Regions from separate parts of the Sus scrofa genome. Here region 2 is linked to region 1. A link is a contact called in public Hi-C data. All regions are on one chromosome and are shown on one strand. The core of a region is the stretch at or near the end of the contact, and the rest is flanking DNA. Distances in the headings are between cores, read along the strand shown.

Region 1 (7,573 bases), core at 3,341-5,840:
TGGGGCCCTGGTTGAAGTTAGCACTGTTTGGAGGAAAGTTTACTCTGCCACAGGCACCCTGGCACCTGGCAGCTGTGCCACATGGTGTCAGTCCCAGGGTCGAGGTGGGGGCTGTGGAAGCAAGAGGTGGTTGACCCTTAAGTTCTTAGATGCCAGACTGGTCCAATGCCTGGCCTGGTCCACTTTTTGAGCCTGAGAGGTGCTACAGAGTGTGATTTATATAAACTGACTTAAAGCCTACAATCTGACAATGACCAAGGAAGGAGAGCTAGTTGCATTTGTATGCGAACTGGTAAGAGTTAAACTAGTGGCTGAGGTTGTTGGTATTCATAGGAGACAGTTCTTCACAGGAAAAAGAGTGGTTTTATACATAAAGTATTCTGATTAAATAAGTGCTTTAGGAGTTCTTGTTATGGCTCAGCGGAAATGAATCTGACTAGCATCCCTGAGGTTGTAGGATCGATCTCTGGCCTCGTTCAGTGGGTTAAGGATCCGGCGTTGCTGTGAGTCGTGCAGACGTGGCTCAGATCCTTAGTTGCTGTGGCTGTGGTGTAGGCCAGCAGCTTAGCTCCGATTTGATCCCTAGCCTGGAAATCTCCGTATGCTATGAGTGTGGCCCTAAAAAAAGAAAAAAAAATGCTTCAGAAATATCTCACCCTCTTTGTATGAGCAGATGATGCATGCTAGTGGCAGTGGTTAGTTTCTAAAGTGTGGGTATGACTCATCAGACTGTGGTGTGCGGCTTCAGCCCCATCATGCTGATTCTCTCTTCTTTGCATGTTTCCAGGCCATCCACCTTGCTCTGTCCCCACAGAGTCTGCCTTGCTCAAATCAGCCATTATCTCAGCCATGCCTCCCGAATCTACCCTCACACAGCAGCCTGAGGGAACTTCTAAAGTACAAATCGGAAGTTCCCATCATGGCACAGCGGAAAAAAATCAGACTAGGAACCATGAGGTTGCGGGTTCGATCCCTTGCCTTGCTCAGCAGGCTAAGGATCCGGCGTTGCTGTGAGCCTCGGTGTAGGTCGCAGACTTGGCTCAGATCTGGCGCTATCGTGGCTGTGGCCTAGGCCGGTAGCAACAGCTCCAATTAGACCCCTAGCCTGGGAACCTCCATATGCTGCGGGTGCAGCCCTAGAAAGACAAAAGGCAAAAAAATACAAGTGGATCATATCCCACCCCTGCTTAACACCCTTTCTAGCTCTTCCCAGCAGGATACAGTGCAGACTCTGTGTGCCTGGCCCTTCTCTGCCTGGCCCACCAGACTTCGGACTGTGTGTCTTGGATGATAGGGACACGTGATCCAGTTCATATGGCTCCACCATGCCCCAGCTGTGTGACCTTGGGCAAGCTTCTCTCTGCCTCAGTGTCTGCATCTGAAAAATGGGCATGGTGCTCATAGACCCTATTCCAAAGAGGTATTGTGAGGACTAAATGAGTTATTCCACATGGAGTGCTTAGTAGAGTGCCTGGTTCTAGTCAGTGCCCAGGACACATTTCCTGTTATTATGTCTTCACGGGTACAGTGTACAGGGATATATGTACACTTTACTCTTGGCTACACTGCTGGGGCCTTCTGTCCTCTGACTGACTGTGACAGTCTTGGGTCTCAGGTGGTGTTTCCTCTAGGGAGTCTTCCTGGAGCTCCCTTCTAAGCCCCCCATGCTGTCCCATCCTCATTTTGGTCTGTCTTTCCTTCTAAACTGTATGCCCTTTGAGGGTGGGATTGTACTCTTATCTTTGAGTTTGTGCCACTGAGTTCAACCTGGCAAATGGTCAGTGCTCAGTGTTTGTCAAGTGAATAAATGAATACAGTTACCTGATGGTATTTTTTTATCTTCATGCTAATATTTATCAAATCAGAAGCTTTTCCTTTTTTTAATAGAAAAAGTATTCTAATTTTAGATTCTCACTATTAACTTCCTAGTGGTTTCCAAAAGAATCCAAGCAATAAAAGGTTAAAATAAGCCCCAGAGACCTAATAACCTAAAGACATAACTAAGATTAATTTTTTAAAAATAACTTTAATTTTTAAATTTTTAAAAGATAACTTTTTTCTTTTTATAGCTGCACCTGTGGCCTGTGGAAGTTCCCAGGCTAAGGGTCAAATCGGAGCCACAGTTGCCAGCCTGTACAACAGCCATAGCAACTCAGGATCTGAGCCACATCTACAACCTACACCACAGCTTGTGGCAACACCAGATCCTCAACCTACTGAGTAGAGCCAGGGATTGAACCCACATCCTCATGGATACTAGTCGGGTTTGTTTCCACTGAGCCACAATGGGAACTCCAGCATGTATCTGTTTGTTTGTTTTTCTTTTTTTTATTACTCAATAAATTGTAATACATTTATAGTTGTACAGTGATCATCACAACTCAGTTTTATAGCATCCTGCATGTATCTTTTTTTAGTTACTCAATGAATTTTATTACATTTATGGTTGTACAACAATCATCACAACCAAATTTTATAGCATTTCCATCCCAAACCCTCAGTGCATCCCCCCGCCCCCCAACCTGTCTCATTTGAAAACCATAAGTTTTTCAAAGTCTCTGAGTCGGTATCTGTTCTGCAAAGAAGTTCATTGTGTCCTTTTTTTAAGATTCCACATGTAAGTGATAGCATTTGATGTTGGTGTCTCATTGTCTGACTGACTTCACTTAGTATGATAATTTCTAGGTCCATCCATGTTGCTGCAAATGCCGTTATTTCTTTCTTTTTAATGGCTGAGTAACTGCATGTATCTTTTGAATTACACTTTTCTTCATATATATGCCTAGAAATAGGATTGTTGGATCGTATGGAAACTCTGTACTTAGTTTTTCTTTTCTTTTTTTCTTTTTCGGCCACACCCATGGCATACGAAAATTCCTGAGCCAGGGATCAAATCTGAGCTGTAGCTGTGGCAACACTGAATCCTTAACTCACTGCGCTGGGCTTGGGCTGGAACCTGAGCCTCCACAGAGACATCACTGGATCATTAACTCATTGCACCACAGCAGGAACTCCTGTCTTTAGTTTCTTAAGGAACCTCCATACTGTTCTCCATAGAGAAGACTGCACCAGTTTCCATTCCCACCAACAGTGTAGGAGGGTTGTCTTTTCTCCATACCCTCTTGAGCATTTTTTATTTGTAGGCTTTTTAATGATGGCCATTCAGACCAGTGTGAGGTAATACCTCATTGTAGTTTTGATTTGCATTTCTCTAATAATTAGCTATGTTGAGCATCTTTTCGTGTGCCATGGGCCATCTGTATGTTGTCTTTGGAGAAATGTCTATTTAGATCTTTTGGCCATTTTTTGGGGTTTTTTTTGGGGGGAGGTTGTCTTTTTAGGGCCACACCCACGGCATATGGAGGTTCCCAGCCCAGGGGTCTAATCGGAGCTGTAGCTACTGGCGTACACCACAGCCCCAGAATTGTCAGATCAGAGCCTTGTCGGTTTCCTACACTGCAGCTCATGGCAACTCTGGTTCTTTAACCCACTGATCGAGGTCGGGGATTGAACCTGCATCCTCATGGATGCTAGAGAGATTTGTTTCTGCTGAGCCAGGACGGGAACTCCCTTCCACATATTTGATTAGGATTTTTTTTTTTATTGTTGAGTTGTATGAGCTGTTTGTATATTTTGGAAATTAAGCCCTTGTCAATCACATCATTTGCAAATATATTTTCCCATTCTGTAAGTTGTATTTTTGTTTTGTTTATGGTTTCCTTTGCAGTGTAAAAACTTACATGTTTGGTTAGGTCCATTTGTTTATTTTTGCTTTTGTTTCTGTTGCCTCGGGAGACCTAAGAAAACATTGCTTCAATTTATATAAAACAATGTTTTGCCTATATTCTCTTTTAGGAGTTTTATGGTGTAATATCTTATATTTAAGGCTTTAAGCCATTTTGAGTTTATTTTTGTGCGTGGTGTGAGGGAGTGTTCTTACTTCATTGATTTATGTGAGGCTCACTGATCTCTTCTTTTCTTTTTTTTTTTTTTTTTTTTGGTCTTTTATCTATTTAGGGCTACACCGGAGGTGTATGGAGGTTCCCAGGCTAGGGGTTGAATCGGAGCTGTAGCTGCCAGCCTATGCCACAGCCACAGCAACACTGGATCCAAGCCGCATCTTCGACCTACACCACAGCTCACAGCAACGCCAGATCCTTAACCCACTGAACAAAGCCAGGGATCAAATCCGCATCCTTATGGAAACTAGTTGGGTTTGTTAACCATTGAACCATGGCGGGAACTCCCTGGCCTCTTATTTTCATCAAGGCACACTTCTGATTGTTTTTTCCCCTTTCCCTTTCTGTCCTGGGGCTGCCCAGGATATACAGAACCGAGAAGGCAAGGATGGGGAAAGACCAGAGGAACATTTCTACTTTGTTTTTCTTTCTCCATCTTCTTCTTCTTCTTTTTTTTTTAATAGAAACATTTCTTAATGAAATAGGGCAGATGGTGGGGGGGTGGAGGCATAAGTTTGTCACAGTGTTCCCCATTTTCTCTCTCCAGTTTCTATTTTTCTTGGTCTCTGTCTTCTTTGCCCTCCATTCCTATACTGGGCTGAAATGCCAGTTGCCACCCGCCCTCTGGTGGACAGTCTGTGAAACAGGAGTTCAGTTGAGTAGCAAGCCAGTTACCATGGAGGAAGGCCAGGGCTTCCTTAGCACTAGGACACATGTTTACTTTTCTGTACCTCTGTCTTTCCATTCCTATAGAATTTATCTGGGTATAAAACTGAAAGATTGACAAAACACCAGAGCTTGATTCTGGGCTTAAATATTTTAAATGATAAGTCAATTTACGGTAGTGTGTTTTTTTTTATTAAACTATAGTTGATTTACAGTGTTGTACCAATTTCTGCTATACAGCAAAGTGACAGTCATATACATAATTATATTCACTGTATCACTATAAACTGATAGTCAAATATACATAATTATATTATCTTCATTATACCACTATAAAGTGATAGTCATATATATATGTGCATACATATATATAATTATATATATATAATTATCTAATTATCTTCACTACACCACTATAAAGTGATAGTCATATATATATACACACACACACACACACACATATATACATATATATATGATTATATTATCTTCTATCATGGTCTCTCCCAAGAGATTGGATTTAGTTCCCTGTGCTATACATCATTTGCAAAATATTTTCTCCCAGTGGGAAAATTTTAAAAATATATATATTTTCTCCCATTTCATAGATTGTCTTTTCATTTTGTTTATGGTTTCCTTTGCTGTGCAATAGCTTGTAAGTTTGATTAGGTCCCTTTTTTTTTAATTTCTATTGCCTTGGGAGACTGACCTAATAAAATATTTATGTCAGAATATTTTTCCTATGTTCTCCTTTAGGAGTTTTATGATGTCTTATCTTATGTTTAAGTCGTTAAGCCATTTTGAGTTTATTTTTGTGCATGGTGTGAGGGTATGTCCTAGTTTCATTGATTTACATGCAGCTGTCCAGTTTTCCCAGCACCCCTTGCTGAAAAGACTGTCTTTTTCCCATTTTATATTCTTGCCTCCTTTGTCAAAAATTAATTGATCATAGGTGTCTGGGTTTATTTCTGGGATCTCTGTTCTGTTCCATTGATTGGTGTGTCTGTTTTTTTACCACTACCACACTGTCTTGATTACTATAGCTTCGTGATGTTGTCTGAAGTCTGGGAGAATTATGACTCCTGCTTTGTTTTTTTCTCTCAGGATTTCTTTGGCAGTTCTGGGTCTTTTATGGTTCCTTATATGTTTTTGGATTATTTGTATGAGTTTTTTTGCACAGTAATTGAAATGCTTTTGCAATGAGTTTAAAAACAGTGATAGTGACTCAGATATTACACAATAAGGGTTTCAAAGAAAAAATAGATTAAAATCAGTTAATGTAGTCATTTCTGTTTTGAAACTCAGTAAATGTAGTCTTTATTTTATTTTATTTTTGCTTTTTAGGGCCGTACCCGTGGCATATGGAGGTTCCCAGGCTAGGGGTTGAATCAGAGCTATACCTGCTGGCCTACACCACAGCCACAGCAATGCAGGATCCTGGCTGTGTCTGCAACTCAGTAAATGTCCTCTTTAAAAGTTACTTTCATTGATAACAAAAGTAACCCTTTTTGTAGGGCCACAATGTAGGCTTTTCTTTGGGCTAAATTACATTACAGCGGAGGGCAATGGGTTCTTTCCATACATACAGGTGCAACCAAGATGTATTTATTAAGCACTTACCTTCTGCAGGGGAGCCCTCTCAACTCTAGGAAGCCAAGTTACTGACTGTTCTATGCTTCTCAGGGGTGGTGAGAACTTTTCTTTAGAGAAAGTAATAATAACTGTAGCTAACTTGGAGCATCTCCATGTGCTATGCTATGGGCCACACACTATACTAGGTATTTTGTATGCAAAACCTCATTTAATCCTCACAGTAATTTTGTGACTTGTAGATAGTTTGTTTTGTTTTGTTTTATGTTTTATTGAAGTACAGTCGATTTAGGAGATTGTGATAATTTCTGCTGTACCACAAAGTGATTCTGCTATACATGTACACACATTCATTCTCTTTCAGATTGTTTTCCCACATAGATTATCACAGAATATTGGGTAGAGTTCTCTGTGCTGTACAGCAGCTCCCCACTGGCCAGTCATTCCATATACCTCAGTCTGCATGTACAATCCTAAATCCCTAGTCCATCCCACCCCACCACATGTCCCCTTTGGTAACTGTAAGTTTTTCAAAGTCTGTGAGTCTGTTTCTGCTCTGCACATAAGTTCACTTGGAGTTCCCTTGGTGGCTCAGTGGTTAAGGTATCCGACTAGGATCCATGAGGATGCAGGTTCCATCTCTGGCCTCACTCAGTGGGTTAAGGAACCGGTGTTGCCGTGAGCTGTGGTGTAGGTCACAGACGCAACTCAGATCCAGCATTGCTGTGGCTGTGTCATAGGCCAGCAGCTGTAGCTCAGATTCGACTCCTAGCCTGAAAATTTCCATATGCCGAAGGTACACCCCTAAAAAGTTCATTTGTATCCTTTCCTAACCTGCCAGGGATCAGATCTGAGCCACTGTTGGGATCTCTGCTGCGACTGCAGCAATGCCAGATACTGTGCTGTGCTGGGCTGGGGATCAAATCTATGTCTCAGTGCTCCAGAGATTCTGCTGCCATTGTGCCACAACAGGAACTAATTTTGTGACTTACAGTTATTATCTCCATTTGACAGAGGTGGAAACAGGCTTATATAGATGAGGAGGTTGTCCAAGATCACTCAGCTGATGAGTGGTAGAGGTAGGATTTGAACCCAGGCAAAAGGACAGCACTCTTTAGAGCCAGTGCACTTACCCAGCACAGTTGGGTGGCCCCTTGTGTACCCTTGGAAGGCCAAGGGCAGAGATCATTACAGCAGAGGGCAAAGGGGGACTTGGCAGAGAGGCTGTTGGAGACTCTTTGCAGGGAGGACTCCTCTGTCCAAGTAGCCCAGGCCTGGTACCCTCGGGTCCAGGTGGCTGGGAGTGGGACAGGCCTAGGGCCAGGCAGCCCAAGCCTCACTTCATCCCTGGTCACCTG
Region 2 (7,573 bases), core at 3,635-6,134, 130 kb before region 1:
CACCGGTGATTTCGAACACCGGGTCGCGGTCCCGGCTTGGCGTGATAATGTACGTGTTAGTCTGCTGCTGGATGCGTTTGATGGTTGCCCCCTTGGGGCCCACCACCAGCCCCACCACGCGGTAGGGCACCCGCACGCGAATGGTCACTTGGCCGGGCAGAGCAGGCGCCACGCCAAAGGCAGCGCCCGACTTGTTGCGGGAGGCGCGGATCATGGAGAAGTGCTCCGCTGCTGAGATGATTTCCCGTCGGGCTGTGGCCACGTCCTCCCGGCGGCCAGTCACCATGAACACTGGCTCCTCGCCTCGCACCGGCGTCTTGATGTAGGTGTTGGTCTTGGCCCTCAGAGCCTTAATCTTGCAACCTGGGATAGGTAGGGAAGGGAAGAGAGGAAACTCACAGGGCAGGAAGGTTTGTGCTGGAACCAGTAAGCTCCTGCTTCTATTTAGATACCCAGCCCCCCAGGAACCTCTGCCTACCATTTCAACCTCCCCAGCCCCAGGCCACCCTCACCTGAACAATTCACTCAACGTCTCTCAGGTCTACCCATCGCCTCTATCAACCACAGATTGCAAATTTCCCAACTTTCCATTCAGGACCTCCAAATCCGTGCACTCTTTGAAATCCAGAAATAACCACTGACCTTCCCAAACAAGCTGCTAACCTCAAATCTATTCATTAACTCCTCCCCAACTGCAAGTTGTCTATTCCCTCAATTCCTTTACTGATTTCTGGCTACTTACAAACTTCCAAATCACTTAATCACCCCGCCCTGCCCACCAAGTGCAGTCTCCAATCTGTCACTGACCTTGATCTTGCCTCAAAACCCCAATGCATTCAGCAACCCACAATCTACTCTTTACTCGATCTCCATTCATTAAAAATATCCTCCAGTCTACTCTGGGAGGACTGATCCCTGTCTGCTCCCATGCTTTCCACTCATTAGTGTCTCTCAGTGGGTCCCAAATTCATAGCAAGTGTTCAGCAACTAGTAGAGCGTGGGAGCCTGGGAAAGGTCTGAGAATCAGAGTTTCAGGAGGGAAAGGATGATGATATGTGAGGAACACAGCGCCTGACCCCATGGACATGCCTGCCACCCTGGGGGCAGGAGAACCAAGATGGGCTGGGTGGGCAAGAGGGTGTTCTGGACCCAGACTCCTGCTTTGAAGAAGTAGTGGGTTGGAGCTGAGAGGTTGGGGAGAGGGGCAGGAAGAAGAAACGCTGAGACAAAGAGAGACAAAGAGGGAGAAGGGGAAAGAGAAAAGTGAGGGAGGGTGGGATGGCCACACTGCAGTCTAAAGGTGGCAGACCTTGACAGCTGACTGGACAAATCTCTCCTCCTTCTCTGCTTCCCTCTCCCTGCCCCTGGCTTCACACAGAACCTCAGAGACTCAGTGGCTTCCTCGAAGCACACATGCTACATGTGTGTGAATTTGCACATACACACACATGGACCTACGAGGAGCCATGATGCAGTGGTGTGCCTTTATCTAATGATACTTGGGGTGCAAGCCTAACATACACTTTCACACACTCTTGTCTCTCATACACACGGACTCCCTGTGTTTCAACCTTTCATCCACCCAACTCTTCCATCCCCCTGCCCCCCCATGGCACATTCCTATACACGCCCACCCACAACTTTTGCCCCCATTCACATATAGACTCGTTCATACCCTTCTCCAGATACACGCTCGCCATTCCCTTTCTCACACCCCTGCGACACTACCTGTCCCCCCAAACCAACGCCAGCGGTCCTAGTTTTCTGACTCTGCCCCAACCCTCCAACCACAGGCCTGAGGTGAGCTTAATTGTTCCCCCCTCCTTTCTCCACTCCAGATGGCCTCTTCTCCAACCCTATTAAACTGGTGTGTGGCTGGAGGATGGGTTGGGGGCAGCTCTCCTCACCTTCAAGAGACCTCAGGAAGGAGGATTTGCTCCTCCCTTTTTGTCTTCAGACCTCTTGGCAGTTGAGAAGTCCTACCTGTTGTCAAGCCCGCATCCTTGCTGATTTAAGGTCAGTCAGTGACTGTCCTGCTTGGGAGGTGTGGAGGGTTAAGGAACGTGAAGTCCCTTCTCCTACAACTTCTATCCGCATGGTATCTGATAGGCACCTGGGTTCGGGCTCTAAGTTTTGGGTCCATAAACTTACATGAGATCTAGGTGTCTTTGGGGACTGGAGTTGGGGTGAGGAGGACGGGCCAGGCATAAGAGGAAGGAGAAAAGCTAGAAGCCTGGAGGTGCAGAAGTGGTGGACCTTGTCCTGGGTTCCACAACCTTGAAGGAGCATCTCTTGAAGGGAAGACCCATTGGCTTTCACCTTCCTAGAGGTCAAATAGAGGAGCACTGACACTGCAGCAGGAGGAGGGAGGTCAGACAAGAGAAAGGACTTCCAATTACTTAAGGAATGAGGGGGGAGGCTTATCTTCTCTGAAGAGGAGAGATTCCCCTACTTTTATGAGAGGCAGGCCCATCTGATGCGGAGGCAGAAGAGGAAAGAATGACTCCATGAAATTCCGGGGCCTCCCAAGACCACCCCCGCACCGAGAAAAGATATCAGTGTCCCCACCCAATTCCATGGCTCTGGGTCCCTAGTTTCTGGTAACAAGAGGAAATCCAACTTTTAAAACCAGAAACCTCAAGAGATGGAGTGCCCCAGGGGGATGAGGGCTGTGCCGGGGAGTGGCATCTTCCCCTCCTCCATTCAGGATCTCCCCGCAAAATCCCCCCAACCCCCCATACTCCGGGTGGACGAGGTGGGATATGGAGTAGGGGCCCCCCTGGCTAGCCTCCCCTCTTCCCCTGCCAGGAGCTGGCCTCCTCCCTCACTCCCAGCCGGAATGCAGCTCCTCTATTGTTCCCCACTGTGGGACAGCTCCTCCCCTGCTCCTCCCCCACCCCACACCTCCCCAGCCCAGCCCCCTAGCAATTTCCAAATCCCGCCCCCCCACCCCCCTTTGGGAAACCAGGAGAGGGAAGGGTCCCCACGATCCCCGTCTGCTCAGTCTGGACCCTCACCAACACTCCCACCCCCACCCGCCCAGGGATGCTGGAATGGAGGAGGGTGTGGTATCAGACATACTACACTGGATTAATTCTACACCCACCACCACCACCACCACCCCAACAACACACCCAGACACATGCCCTCCACCAAATCTCCGGCTGAAGGTTTCTTATCCCCTGGGATGCCCCATCCCGCCCAGTCCTACTCTCTCACTACCAGAGACCCCTCTTCAGGCCTCTGGCCCCTCGCTGTGGCCAGCCCAGAACAAAAGCCTGAGAGGGAGGAGGAGAGGTCCACACCAGGACGTGGCACTTCGTTGCAAGCACCCCTTCCGAAACCCCACAGACCATTCAACTTTGGTGTGTGGGTGACCACAGGACTCCCTCCTCCCAGCAGTCCCCCTTCCCCACCTCACCCCCAGGCTGGGACCCTCCCATGAGCCACACCCCCTTCCATTCCTACACTCAGCCCAACAAAGAGACAGATACTCAGTCTGGCTTCCCGGGCCAGGTCTCCCCCAAAGTCTGTAACTCCAGGCGGCTGGGGGTCCCAGGGGTGCCCCCTCCCCAACCCACTAGCAGATGCCGGAGTAGGGGCCTCGGAGTAACTCTTTGCACATTCTGCCAGTTTTTCCGGCTAGGAGTGGACACCCCCTCCGGACAGCCTCCCCGGATTGGAAGACCAATCCCCCTCCCTTTTCCCTCTCTCCACCGGAGGATATTTCTTTGTCTAAGGGCACAGCCCTGAGGGGAGGAAGGATCTGGAGAACAGTCCCAACTGGGGGGTAGCCGGGAACTTTGTGGCACTTGGAAATCAGGGTAGGGGGCGGGTCCCCCTTTGTGGGGAAGAGACCAAGCCAGAGGCGGGCAAGGAGGGAGGAAATGAACTTTCCGTGCTAGGGATGGGGTGCCCCCCACTCCAGTCTCTCTCCACGGTCCCGGCGCCCGCTTACCTTGCCTGCCCACGATCTCGGCCACGTGCTCGGAGGTGGGCACGGGTACACACTCGGTGGTGTTGCTGCTGCCCTTCAGGCGCAGCTCGGCCTCTTTGTAGAGAGCGCAGAGCTTGGCGTCGCTGGCCCCTTTGGGGGCGGTGGGGGGCTGGGGCGTCTGCGCCGCGGGGGCCGCTGTCGGGGCGGCCGGGGGCGCCGCGGGCGGCGGCGGCTGGGCCGGCTGCGGGGGGGCGGCCGGCTGCGCGGGGGCGCCGCCCCCCCCACCTCCCCCGTCCTCGCCCGCCGTGGGGGCGGGGGGCTCCCCCAAACCCAGGAGGCAGAGTTGATCGAGAGCCAGCTGAAGGGCGCGCTCGTCTTCCAGCAGCCCTCGGTCCTTAGCGCTTCCCCCGAAACATCCTAGTTCTCCAAAGCCCCCATTTCTTTCCATTATTCCAGATACCACTAGACTAGGCATGGCGAAACAAAAGCTGGGGGAGAGAGAGAGAGGGAGAGAGAGAGAGGTGGTGGAAGGGAAAAGAGGAGAGAGGAGGGGAGGGGAGAGGAGAGGAGGGGGGTGTGTGGGGAGGGGGAACAAAGAACTGGGGAGGGGGGAAGAAAGCGAGATAGAAAGATAGACCCTCCCCCTAAGCCCCCCTCCCCAAACACCCTGTAACCCGACTCCCCTCGCCCCAGCCCCCGGGGTGGGGGTGGGGGGAAAGAGAAGCAAAACCAAGAAAGCAGATCTCCTCTCTTCTCCGGGGGTGACGGGGGGCGGGGGGCTGCGGGATCTCTGCCCCCACCCCTCCCGCCTCAGGCCCGGGAGTCTCTAGACCCCGCCGTCCAGACGCCCCCCTTAGGCTCCCGCACCGAGCCCCAGTCCAGGAGCGGCGCTCAGTGGCCCCCAATAGAGCCCAGCCCCTTCCAGCGCTCAAACTCTTTTGTTTTAAATGAACTGGATGGAGCAGCATGGAACTGACGGGAGGGGGGCGCGCCGGGGGCGCCCGGGGCATGCCGGGAGTTGTAGTTTCCCGCCCTTGGGGGCGAGGGGACGAATTCCCTGACCCGAGGAGGATAGGGATGTGCCTTCGGTCTTTACCCGCGGCTCAGAGGCGAAGCTGAGGGTGGGATGGAAGTCGAGGTCCCTCATTTTTCCGAGGGGCGGGCACCGGGAGAGGAGTCAGTGTACAGAAACGGTTCGGGTCGAAAAAAGGCTAATGGAGTGTGTCCCCCCTCCCAAGACGGGCTCCTTCCCGATCCGGGCCAGTCTCAGGTCCTTCTTTCTTATGATAATGAGGGGGGGCGAGAGGGCGGGGAGCGGTCCCGGCTGGGTCACTGCGGCTTTCTCTCGCTCTCTCGCTCTCTCCCCTCTTCCCCCTCCCTGTCGCGCTCCCTCTCAGCTCTCCGCTCCCCCCTCCCGCTCTCCCAGAGTATATCCCGGCTCCCGGCCGCGGGGAGAGGTTCTCCGCAGAGCAGACAAAGCCCGCAGCCGCGATGCGGGGAGAGCTTGGTCCTGCGCGCTCTGGGAGCCGGGATGGGGTGCCGGGTTGGAGGGTGGGACCCCCTGGCAAAAGACGGGGTCCCCTCATCCCCAAGCGGCAAGCCATCCTCCCTCATCCCCTCCTGCCCCCCAGTCTCGGAGATCTGAGAGGCACCGACTGGGAGGTGAGTTAGTTCACTTCCTTCTGATCTGTAGAGGGAACCGGGAGGGCTCTGGAGTGTTGAGGTGAGGAGGACGAAGGGGTGGAAAGAGAGGAGAGAAGTAGGGGACCGAGAATGGGGAAGCAAGGGAAGTCTGAAAGACGTGATGTGACTTAACAGTTTAGGGAGAGCCGGGAGCTTTGGGTGCGACAGGAGGAGGAAAGAGAGACCCGATGGAATGGAGACCCGGGCTTCCTCAGACCTGGGCCGTGCATACAGCTTGGGGGCGATCTGTTCTTTAGCCTTAACCGTCATTCTGCTTTGCCTCACCCATCTTTCTCCCATTGAATAATACCTTGTGACTCTGGAAATTTGGTGAAAGTAAAAAATCAGTATTTAAGGCACGAATTGGACAGCTGGGGACTTTTAGGGGAGCTTGTGGAAGTTGGAGTGTAAAGCAATCTTTTCTTCTCCCCTCACCCCATAGCTTTGGCATTTCTTTTGTCACTCTCTTTATGCCTGGGTCTTTCCCAGTAGGAGAAAGGATGGCACTGCAACTTGAGGGCTTGAGATCAGACTTTTAAGAACTTCCCAAAAGAATTTTATAAGAATGTGTGGGTGAGCAGCCATGGAAGGGTGCCCTTTCCTGGAGTGCCTTTGAACCCAAAAATCCGAACTAGTTTGTGAGGTAAAGTCCTCTTTGGAGGCAGAGGAACAGAGGAGATGACCTCACAGACCAGGCACTGTGAGGCCATGAGGGCTGAGCTGCTGCAAAGCCCAGTTCCCTAAACTGATTCTCACAAAGAGTAAATCTGCACACCAGTGGAAGGGCGGGAGCCAGGGTGAAGGATCTCAGAAGCGGGTGGGTGTTGGCACACTCTGGGGGGGCTCTCGATTCTCTTTGCCCAGCAGGAGATCCAGGGCAGGGGAGCCATGACTGAGAAAGCCTGGAAGGCTCGGGGTTTGGGGAGGGGTATCTTCTGGCTCAAGGATTTAACTTAACCTTGTGGGATTGGGCGCTCCCGACTCTAAGCAAGAGTGGGAGAGGAAGAATTGGAGAGACAAGGCCCTATGGGAGTGGGCTGTTCCCCTCTCCTTCTGCCCCAGGAACCTGATTGGGGTAACTGTGTACTGGGAGCCAGGGGGCTCCTACTCTGGAGAAAGAGTCCTACTCTGTGGACCAGGTGACTGTTTTTCACATGAATAGAAATAGCAAACAGTTGCGTGGGATTGTGTGCCAGGCATTTTTGTCACCAGCTGGTCTGAGCCTGTCCCCACCGAAATGAGATTCCCCCCAGACACCCACCTCTGAATTTGCCCTGCTTCCACTTTCCTCCCCACTAAGCTAATTAAAGCAGGAGGTTAATGACCAAAGAAACCTTGGGGATTTGGCCAGGGAGGAAAACAAAAGACAGAAACAAGTGTGCTCGAGTGGGGAGGGGACAGCTGCCCAATGGGAAGGGGTAGACTAAGAGGTGGGATAGAGGAAGGGGCAGTCCCTGGTGGATGCCCCTCACTGATCCAACAAGGATGCATCCACCCCCTGGGAGTGTTTATGCATCATGGGCCCTGTCCACCCTCAGGGTCCCACTGATTCCAAGTATCCAAGGTGAGAGAGGCAAAGGTGAACATGGCACCTGCGGGGCAGGATGTACCTGTGAGTGCACTTAGGTCTGGGGCATAGGTGTGTATACAGAGGCGTGTGCCTGCAGATGGTGTGAGGTGTGTACCCTCACAGCAGGGCCTGCCAGAGCTGCGGGGTGGGCACCTTGAGCAGTCAGGTTCTTGAGAAAGGATTGGTTTTTTTTTTTTTTTTTTTTTTGCTTTTTAGGGCCACACCTGAGGCATATGGAAGTTCCAGGCTAGGGGCTGAACTGGAGCTACAGCTGCTGGCCTACACCGTAGCCACAACATTGCCACGTCTGAGCAGCATCTGTGACCTACACCACAGCTCATGGCAACACCCGATCCTTAACCCATGAGCAAGTCCAGGGATCG

The links. A called contact is a pair of places that touch in the nucleus more often than the background predicts.
Region 2: a contact with region 1 is called in a Hi-C map of subcutaneous adipose tissue, with 3 times the contacts expected there. The contact joins the promoter of MEX3A here to the enhancer-like site in region 1. A contact is called at or near these places in 25 of 47 Hi-C or Micro-C datasets (adipose tissue, alveolar macrophages, blood and 13 more) and 2 of 2 datasets of contacts at active chromatin or transcription factors (alveolar macrophages and skeletal muscle).

What each region holds. Positions count from the first base shown.
Region 1 is chr4:93,820,173-93,827,745 of Sscrofa11.1, reverse strand. The region is part of intron 1 of PMF1 (polyamine modulated factor 1); the gene reads left to right. Among named protein-coding and RNA genes, the nearest start is that of PMF1, 13 kb to the left of the region's middle. Within about 2 kb of position 4,590, at least 8 of the 83 cell types and tissues checked have an H3K27ac peak or open chromatin away from gene starts, as enhancers often do. A contact at or near this core is called in adipose tissue, alveolar macrophages and subcutaneous adipose tissue, where this site is marked.
Region 2 is chr4:93,947,187-93,954,759 of Sscrofa11.1, reverse strand. It overlaps MEX3A (RNA-binding protein MEX3A), which reads right to left and starts at 4,884. Exons shown (of 2, transcript XM_021089689.1): 1 at 3,959-4,884; 2 at 1-363. The coding sequence starts at 4,412.